Linked DNA regions of Mus musculus: region 1 is linked to region 2. The links are chromatin contacts, called in public Hi-C maps. All regions are on one chromosome and are shown on one strand. Each heading gives the region's core, a stretch centred on a gene start, on an enhancer-like site or on the middle of the called end of the contact. The rest is flanking DNA. Distances are from core to core; before and after follow the strand shown.

The links. Hi-C and Micro-C count contacts between places; a contact is called where the count stands out from the background.
Region 1: a Hi-C map of uterus shows a contact between it and region 2, with 1.7 times the contacts expected there. The contact joins the enhancer-like site here to the promoter of Slc45a1 in region 2. A contact is called at or near these places in 2 of 39 promoter capture datasets (liver and macrophages), 3 of 15 datasets of contacts at CTCF or cohesin (embryonic stem cells and stem cell-derived epiblast-like cells), 26 of 484 Hi-C or Micro-C datasets (the C3H10T1/2 cell line, the G1E-ER4 cell line, the HPC-7 cell line and 12 more), 4 of 115 datasets of contacts at active chromatin or transcription factors (embryonic limb bud and embryonic stem cells) and 1 of 9 other capture datasets (adipose tissue).

The regions. Positions count from the first base shown.
Region 1 is chr4:150,682,375-150,687,174 of GRCm38.p6, forward strand. No RefSeq gene overlaps it. Among named protein-coding and RNA genes, the nearest start is that of Gm36600, 20 kb to the right of the region's middle. Within about 2 kb of position 2,922, at least 48 of the 459 cell types and tissues checked have an H3K27ac peak or open chromatin away from gene starts, as enhancers often do. A contact at or near this core is called in the G1E-ER4 cell line, embryonic limb bud, liver and 1 more, where this site is marked.
Region 2 is chr4:150,649,323-150,653,724 of GRCm38.p6, forward strand. Slc45a1 (solute carrier family 45, member 1) reads right to left here and starts at 2,852. Exons shown (of 9, transcript NM_173774.3): 1 at 2,705-2,852.

The sequences.
Region 1 (4,800 bases), core at 1,672-4,171, 33 kb after region 2:
CCTTGTGACATCCTATGAGTGGATTAGCTCAGTAGGTCATGATTTCCAGGGGGTCCTAAAGAGAACAAGGATTTGAAGCAAAGCTGTAAATATGTCTCTATTTTTGTATATAGTGGAAGGCACCATGTACTTCTGAGTCTCTCCCTCTCTCTCTCTCTCTCTCTCTCTCTCTCTCTCTCTCTCTCTCTCTCTGCATGCATGAGCATACACGTGTGTGCTTGGGCTAGAAATCGGGGCCTTGAACTTGCCAGGTGCCAAACCATTAAGTTCTAACCCTTGCCCACCAAACTGTTTTTCTTTTTGGAGGCAGTTAGATCTCACAGTCTAACCTGAGCATCCTCCTGCCTCAGCCTCTTCAGTGTTGGTATTCCAGGTTACCATATACATTTTTCACTCTAGGATATCAAGAAAATATCCTAGAAAAAAATCATTAAAGTGTTCGAGGGACGACTAGGTGTTCATAGGGTAAAGGTGCTTTCTTCAAGCCTGGACTGGAATTTGATTTGCGTGGTGGAGGGAGGGGACTGTCACATGCATGGTATGTATGTGCACACCAGACACACACACACATACACACACACACTCACTCACACATATACTCTCTCACACACACTCTCACTCACACATACTCACTCTCTCTCTCTCTCTCTCTCTCTCTCACTCTCTCTCACACACACACACACACACACACACTTCAAAATGTAACAAAACTTCCAAACAGAAAGTAGTTGGGGAAGGGTGGCTGGTTTTGGCAATGAGAGTAAAAGGTTGATACTCTCTTTGCTGTAGCTGGGAAAGAAGATGGCAGAGGCGGGGACAGGGTGGGGTTGTGGGGATGAGGAATAATCTCCATGGGGAGTTCCCACTCATTAGGTAATTATTTATCAAACAACACTTGGCCTAGACATACTTGAGTGCTTGGAACCATTGGTGACATTCTTGTCTTGCTCTTGTGTGCTTCACTGGAAATTAATATTGGCATGGATTTGCTTATCATATTTTGGGAAACTAGTTAGAAGGATATTCACATAAGGTTTGGAAGGACACATTTAAAACCTGATAGGGCACCGGGCCCACGGAGGGCTGCGACGTGTCTTTGCTAACTTTATGGGTTTTTCTTTTTCCCTGCTCTCCTTTCCTCTGCCTTCACCTCCTGACACTAGACAGGAGAGAAAGGACAGAGAGGACGAGACCCCTGAGTCTAACATCTTTCCTTTCTAATGTCTTTCCTTTTGTTTCTTCTTTGACCACAGCTACTAACGCACCGCAACCAACCTTCCTAAATGACTAGCTATCACCCCCACGCACTCTCAGGACCCTAGTGTTTATGTACCCTGTGAAATGTTCCCAGAATTCCAAATGTCACACAGTCGCAGACATTAGCCACTCCTGGCAGAACCACGCCTCTGCTAGAGCAGGAGGCAAATCATAGTCAGCTGCTGCAGACAATCGAAATGAAAGCACACTCTTATAATAGGTCCATGTTTTTAAAAGAAACCAAAATTCTGGAATTCTCAAAAATGTCACCACAGAGGGCTGGCGATTCTATACATCAAAAAGGTGCCAACATTCTCAGGACCCACTACACATATGACAGCAATTCCAATAGAAAAAGCAGAAACTCCAGTAGGTCAAATGAAATGCAAAGCCAGGTTCATATCACAGTGTGACAGTGTTCTGTTGGTCAACTTTCAGAATTGGTACTTGGAGAAGACCGGAAAGCAAGCAAGAGAAAAAAGATGTCTGCAAGGTTCAAGGTTATCACCCACTGCATAGTTTGAAGCCATCAGGGAATTTGTGAGATCCCAACCCAAACAATTAATTAATTAAAATAGATCCAGGTAAACCCACATGAGATATGTGGTGATATTTGAGGGTACACAAATCACACTTTTTTGTTTTGTTTTTCTCTTTCTTTCTTTCTTTCTTTCTTTCTTTCTTTCTTTCTTTCTTTCTTTCTTTCTCTCTCTCTCTCTCTCTCTCTCTCTTTTGGTTTTTTCAAGACAGGGTTTCTCTGTGTAGCCCTGGCTGTCCTGGAACTCACTCTGTAGACCATGCTGGCCTCGAACTCAGAAATCCACCTGCCTTTGCCTCTCAAGTGCTGGGATTAAAGGCGTGCGCCACCACTGCCCGGTGCAAATCACACTCTTAAGCTAGTTTGTTGATGGCCGTCCCCTGTCTCCCAGCTGGTTTACCTAACTTGAGATTTCTGTGCCCGATGTTCAGACACTCATCCTTGGGACCACTTCCCAGAGGTGGGAAATGCTGAGTTGGGTGGGTGTTCTTATATAACAACCTCCTATGCGACTGACTTGTGAACTAGTTAGTGTGATACTGAACTAGTTAAGTGTGAGACTATCAACTAGTTAGAGACTGAACTAGTTAGTGACTTGTGTACTAGTTAGTGTGTGACTGTGAACTAGTTAGTAGCCTATGAACTAGTTAGTGGCTTATGAGCTAGTTAGTGTGAAACTGTGAACTAGTTAGTGTGAGACTTGTGAATAGCTAATGAACTAGTTAGTGTGCAGCTGTGAACTAAAAGCAGAACATGGCACAATCAATAGGAGGCTGGTTAGAGGCAGCTGAGTCAGGGTCCCTCTAACATCCAGACCTCATAAAAAGAGAAGGTGACTTCTGAGTGATTACCGTCCCCCATCATCAGTACAGTTATTTGCTGACAACATCAGAAACTCAACCTGACGCAAGCAGAAGGCACGGGAGGAGACTGCACACCTGAGTCCCTGTGATTGCAGCAACTTTCTCTTTCATAACTATTTCTAGCAAGCACCGCGCACTCACTCTCGCTGCAGAAATCAGGAATGAATGCACGCGCCAGGTGATTTATTTGTGCAGTGTCCTCTGCCTCTATTCCCAGAAGAAGGGACAGAGGACAGGACACTCTGTCAGATAAACAGTTGCCCAAGGTCTTGGGCAAGAGAAACTGGGACAGGAAGCAGACTGCTGAGTGTGCCCCAGGTAACTACCTAATAAAGTAAACAGGCTGTGGACAAAGAGTTCCTGTCCTCCACGTGATAAATGCTTACACTCCAGCAAGCTGTGTTTGAGAGCCTTTCTCTGTATGAACATTGACCTTTGCAGGCAAAACACGGGGCTAATTTCCTAGGTGAGGTAATTAATTTTATTGGCTCAAAGCTGTGCTGGGAACAGCAGAAACTGTTGTTTTTGCAATTGTTGAAAATGTGATCTGGCAGCTCGCGGTGGCGTTCAGGCTCTGGGTCAACTTCCAATCAGAAAAAGCCACACAGGGAATGGCAGTTGTAGGAGGATGAGGCCCCCAGGGGTTTATCACAAGCAAACTCACCTGCTACTGATGCTGATGTGGGAGGAGAGATGGCCCTGCTGCGGGTTGACGGGCAACTCCCCGCCCCCAGGATGCCAAAGCCTTCATTTCTAGGGTGTTGATTTAACAGAGCCCCCACTTTCTGTTACCTACTATGCTGTGTTGAAGCATCCACCAAAGATGTAGGGAAGACTGTTTGCTCCCAGGGAACAAGGTCAACCCAGCTGCAGTGTTGGAAGCCACCACTTCCTCTCATGTGTCCCCAGTGTATTAACGACATGATGGTTTTCCCTCACGGCTGGAAGTTACAGTATTTGTGGCCCTTTCCCTGGGCACAGCTTAAGCCCTGGTGGAACAGAAGCAGAAATTCTGTGGAGATTCCACCGCCCTGGTTCCTCAGAGCCATCTCAACCCCAGGGCTGGGATGTAATTCAGCAGGCAGAGCGTTTGCCTGGCTCGGTACAAATGCCTGGCCTCTGTCCTTAGCACAGTGTTAATTGTGTGGCATGTATCTGTAGTCCCAGCACCCGGTAGTGGTGGTGGTGGTGAAGCAGGAGAATCAGAAGTCCAAGGTCATAGCAAGTTCCAGGCCAGCCTAGGCTATGTGAGTTTCTCCCCCTCTCCCTCTCGCCTCCTCACCCACACACACACACACACACACACACACACACACACACACACACATACACACACACACACACAACAATCTACGTTCTTGCTCCACATACATCTTTCTGACTTTTATAACTGGGTCATACAAGTGCCTATAGGGGCCAACATTCCAAGAGCCAACTCAAGCTCTGTCCCCTAAGAGCCTGGACCCTCCTTTGCTTCACACAATGCACATCTGTATCCTTGAAGGACCTGGCTTCCCTATACTGCTGTTTTCATTGTGGTTTTGATACTCCCACTTTGAGGACTTTTCCAGAGGATTATGGGAACAAATACCTATGGGTTTGGGGGTCTAGCATAGGGGCAAACTGCTCTGGGTTTGGTTCCCTGTACCAGGGAAAAACCAAGTGAGCCCCCATAACCTCATGTGTATGCTAACTGCCTCATGAATATTCATAAGGTACTTTTAAAATCCACAACACAGAACTCATTGTGCTGTGTATGCACTCCTGCTCTGGAAGAGCCCACACTGGTGTCTCTTTGGATGACATGTTTTGCTGTGTTGGACAAACTCAGCTTAAACTATATATTGTAGCTGAATTCTTTCCTTCCAGAAGAGAAGAACTGGGCCTGGAGAGATAGCTGGGTGGATGCAGTAACTGGCTGGGCTAAGCCCAGACTCTGCTGCTCAGCACCCATGAATATGCCAGCAGACATATTGGCTCACCAATAACTCCGACACTCAGACAAATCTTAGAGCTGACTTTGTGAGTTCAAGGCCAGCCTGGTCTGTATAGTGAGTGCCAGGCCAGTCAGGGCTACACAGTCTTTGTAGACCCTGTCTCAAAAAGAAAAAAACCCAGCCCTTATTTATATAAAATCTCAGT
Region 2 (4,402 bases), core at 1,602-4,101:
GGAATGGAGGACTGTGGTTCCAGTCTGGATTATCCCGTTGGTGTAAAGGGCAACTTTCAGAGCCTGTTCCAGACGGATTGTGCAGACGGGCTGCTTCTCCATTAGCAGTAGGAATCCACCATCATATCCTGCTACTCAGCTTTAAACAAGGCTTGCATCCCTTCCTGGCAAAGGCAGACACTTGTCCGTTAATCAGTCCAGAGCAGCGGTTCTCAGCCTTCCTAATCTCTTTAACACAGCTCCTCATGCTGTGGTGACTCCCAACCAGAAACTTTTTTCCATTGCTACCTCATAACTGTAACTTTGTTACTGTTATGAATTGTAATGCAAATCTCTGTGTTTTCCCATTGTCTTAGGTGACCCTGTGAAAGGGTTGCTTGACCCCAAAGGGGTAATGACTTACAGGTTGAAAACAGCTGCTCTAGTCCAGGAGCCAGAACTAAACCCAAGTTTGGAGAAACTTCCTGTTTGTGTTGGAGTCAGGTCAGAATTACCTCTATCATCTATCTACCTATCTACCTACCTACCCATTATCTGTCTGTCTATCTATCTTTCTCTCTCTCTATATATAAATCTATCAGAGTGTGTGAGCAGGCATGTGTGTATGTGTGTGTACATGAACCATGAGAAAAGTGTGGAAGCCAGACATGTGTGCACGCATACATGTTTGTACACACAAACCATGACACACCTGTGGAAGCATGATGTGTGCATGTGTGTGTGCATGTGTGTACAGGAACCATTATACACATGTGGAAGCCAGACATGTACATGTGTGTATGTACATGTATACACATGTATGCATGTGGGTATATGTACATGTGTGTGCACGTGTGGCATGTGCATGTGTGTGCACATGTATGTGTCTACATATGTGTGTGCATGTGTGTGCACATGTGTGTGTGCATGTGTGTGTGTATATACTCGAACCATGACACACCTGTGGAAGCAGGAGGACAGCTTGCAGTATTTGGTTCTCTTTGCACCATTTGGGTCCCTGGAATGGAGCTCAGGTCGCCAGACTTGGTAGCAAATGCATTTACCCGCTAAGTCATATTGCTGGTCCCAGAATAACCTTTTTTATTAAAAAAATGTATTTGTCTGGGCTGAAGAGATAGCTTGGGAGGTTAGGAGCATTTGCTGCTCTTGTAGAGGCCCCACGCTTGGTTCCCAGCACCCACATCATGTGGACAGCAATCACCTGTAACTTCAGCTCCTAGAGATCTGATGACTTCTCTGGCTTCCCAGGTACTGGCACACACACACACACACACACACACACACACACACACACACACACACACGTGAAAATTAAGGTTTAAAAATAAAAAATTACATTTGAAGTTGGGCAGTGGTGGCACATGCCTTTAATCCCAGCACTCGGGAGGCAGAGGCAGGCAGATTTCTGAGTTCAAGGTCAGCCTGGTCTACAGAGTGAGTTCGAGGACAGCCAGGGCTACACAGAGAAACCCTGTCTTGAAAAATCAAGAAAAAAAATGTTAAATGCTTTACAAAATTTTATACTGTGACAGATTTTTTTAAAGTTACTTTTCTGTGGGCAGTTAGAGACACAACCTCTGACTTGCAGCAGGATACACCAGGCTAGCCCACCCAGGAGCTTCAAGAGATTTCCATCTCTGCTTCCTATCCAGCCCTAGGGCTGCCAGGATTGCAGGTACACGATACCACTACTGGTGGCTTTAAATGGGACATGGGGATTCAAATTCAGGTCCCCTTGCTTGGGCAGCAATTTCTTTATCCACTGAGCCATCCCTAACCTGTTATGGGCTGTTTCAACAGCACTTGATTAACAAAAAAGAAACATGCAATAACCTGAATACTTAAAAAAATGTATCTCACTTGGAATCAACCCATTTTCTTTTCTCTTTTCTGTTAAACAAAACAAAACGAAATGAAACAAACAAACAAACAAAAAACGGGGGGAGGGGGCTTTCCACCCATGGGGTTGCCTTAGGGTCAGTTCTCTTTCACCTCCTACAGATTCTCAGAGCTGTTAGTTCAAACCTCTTAAGGGGATGGAGCACTGAATCGGGGCCCAGTTCTGCTACATCTCCGGGACTTTGACTCCTTACTCAGGGCTAACTTGCCTCCAAAGTCCCGACTAGAAGCACTCTGACTTTGTTTCATCAGCACCTGACTCTCCTCCCCCTAAGAACAGGAAAACAAACGTTCTAACGACTCCAGGGGTCGTGAGAGGTTATTATCCAGAAGAGAATGAAGGGGAGGTTTGCCCGCCTCTAGTGTCAGCTTTAGCATGACACCCTCAGCGATATGACTCAGGACAGAGGTAATGACAGGGTGCTGTTCCCCATAACCCAGACATCCCAGGAGATGTTTTACAAAGGCCCCTGACCATCCAGAGGACTCAGCCTCAGGGAGGAGGTGAACCGGAAGCTGATGACACCTGCCCAGGTGGCCGGGAACAGGCCTGGGGCTCAATAAACAGAGCAGACGCTGGGTGCAAATTTTACCAGACTGCTTCTCCCTCTAGGCCTGCGGTTGCTGCGCCCCCGGAGGTTCCATTCTCAGCTTAATTCACTAAACATCCAAGAAGAACAAAGGTCTCCATGCCTGCCTAGAGCCCCCAGCCTGGGCACTAGTATCATCCTGGGGCCTAAGCAGCATTGCTCCCGGCGCCAAGCCGCGGAGCTGGGCAGAGGGCGCAGGAGGAAACGCCCGGTACCTGTACGTCCAGACGGGAGGCATCCCTTTCCCAGGCTGGGTTCCTGGTTCTTCGGGGTACAGCTCCGTCCTAGCCCGGCGCCCCCGGCCCCGCCGCGGCAGCTGCAGCATCACCCCGTGGGGCGGGGCCGTGACGTCACGGCTGCATCCCGCCGCTAGGTCCCGCAGAGCATCCTTAAAGCAGCCGGTTGGCTGTGCCATCGCACCTTTGGGGACAACCGGGGTCTATAGGCAGAATGCAGGAGTGGGAGGCAGTATGACTTTGTGGGACCAGTTCCAAAAACAGAACAAAACAAAAAAACCTGAGCGAAAAAAGAAAGACAGACATATAATAGTTTATGTTTGTTTTTCCATGGTCATGAATGTATTATAAAAGCACTTGCCGGGGCCCGTGACTGTTCTTCCTCATTCTCATTTTAAAGGAAATACATACATTTTTGTGTCTTCAATTCTAAGTAAATAGCCGTGCATATGTTTATAGATAAACACGTACCCCCTAAAATTGTGCCCATTGCACTAAACCAATCCCCCAAAGTATTACACTCATTATTCTGGCCACAGATCCATCAGGTGGCCGGGCTATGCCAGGCTTTATTCTAGACCCCTTGATGTAAGGAAGAGAGGGGGAAACCTTTCCGACCTCAGGGTTGACAGGCTAGAGAGGAATATACACATTAAATAGGATAAATAAAATAAATACGTAGGTGCTGGAGAGATGACTCAGTGGTAACAAGCCTTGCCAAGCAAGTCTGGAGATCTGAATTCAGTCCCTGGAACCCACTAAAGGTGGAAGGACAGATTCAACTCCAGTAATGTGCCCTCTGATCCTCCCCATAGCATCTGTGACACACACCCACCACTGCGCATATTCACAGTAAAGCATGCCAATGGTGTGTCAGAACACACAACTCCCTCAGAATACATACAATTTCAGATGAAACTGCTAAGGTAGAGAGATTATGGTGACTCTCCCGGGACTCTGCTGCCCACCAGTGACTGTGGCTGAAGTTGACTGTGTAGTTGCATGTCACTGAGAGTCTTAGTTCAGCTTCTGCACAGGGCATACATGTGTGCAGGCATGCAGTCTTTACTTGCCTAGCAACATTTTTGTAAGGGAAGAGGACACCTATGTTGGCTGTGACTAAACACAAACACAAGAAACAACTCCAGGGAGAGGGCTTATTCTGGCCTCTCGTTCTAGAGAACAGCGTAGGGGCGGGAGGGTGAGGCGCTACCCACACCACACCCACGATCTGGAAGCAGAGAGAGAGAGAGATGAAGGCTCCTTTGCATGCAGTCCAGGCCCCCAGCCATGGGATGGTGCAGCCCACATTCAGTGTGGGTCTTACATACTTAATGAAGCGGCCAGGTAAACACGGTGATGCTTCTTAGGAGAGACCAGATGCCATGGGGTTGATAATCAATATTTACGATCTCCAGCAACTCCAGCAAACAAGAAAGCAGGTAGATAGGGGGTGTGGGGCTGAGGGAGGGGTGTAGGGCTGAGGGAGGAGCATGGGGCTGAGGGAGGAGCGTGGGGCTGAGGGAGGGGCGTGAGGCTGAGGGAGGGGCGTGGGGCTGAGGGAGGAGCGTGGGGCTGAGGGAGGGGCGTGGGGCTGAGGGAGGGGCGTGGGGCTGAGGGAGGAGCGTGGGGCTGAGGGAGGGGCGTGGGGCTGAGGGAGGAGCGTGGGGCTGAGAG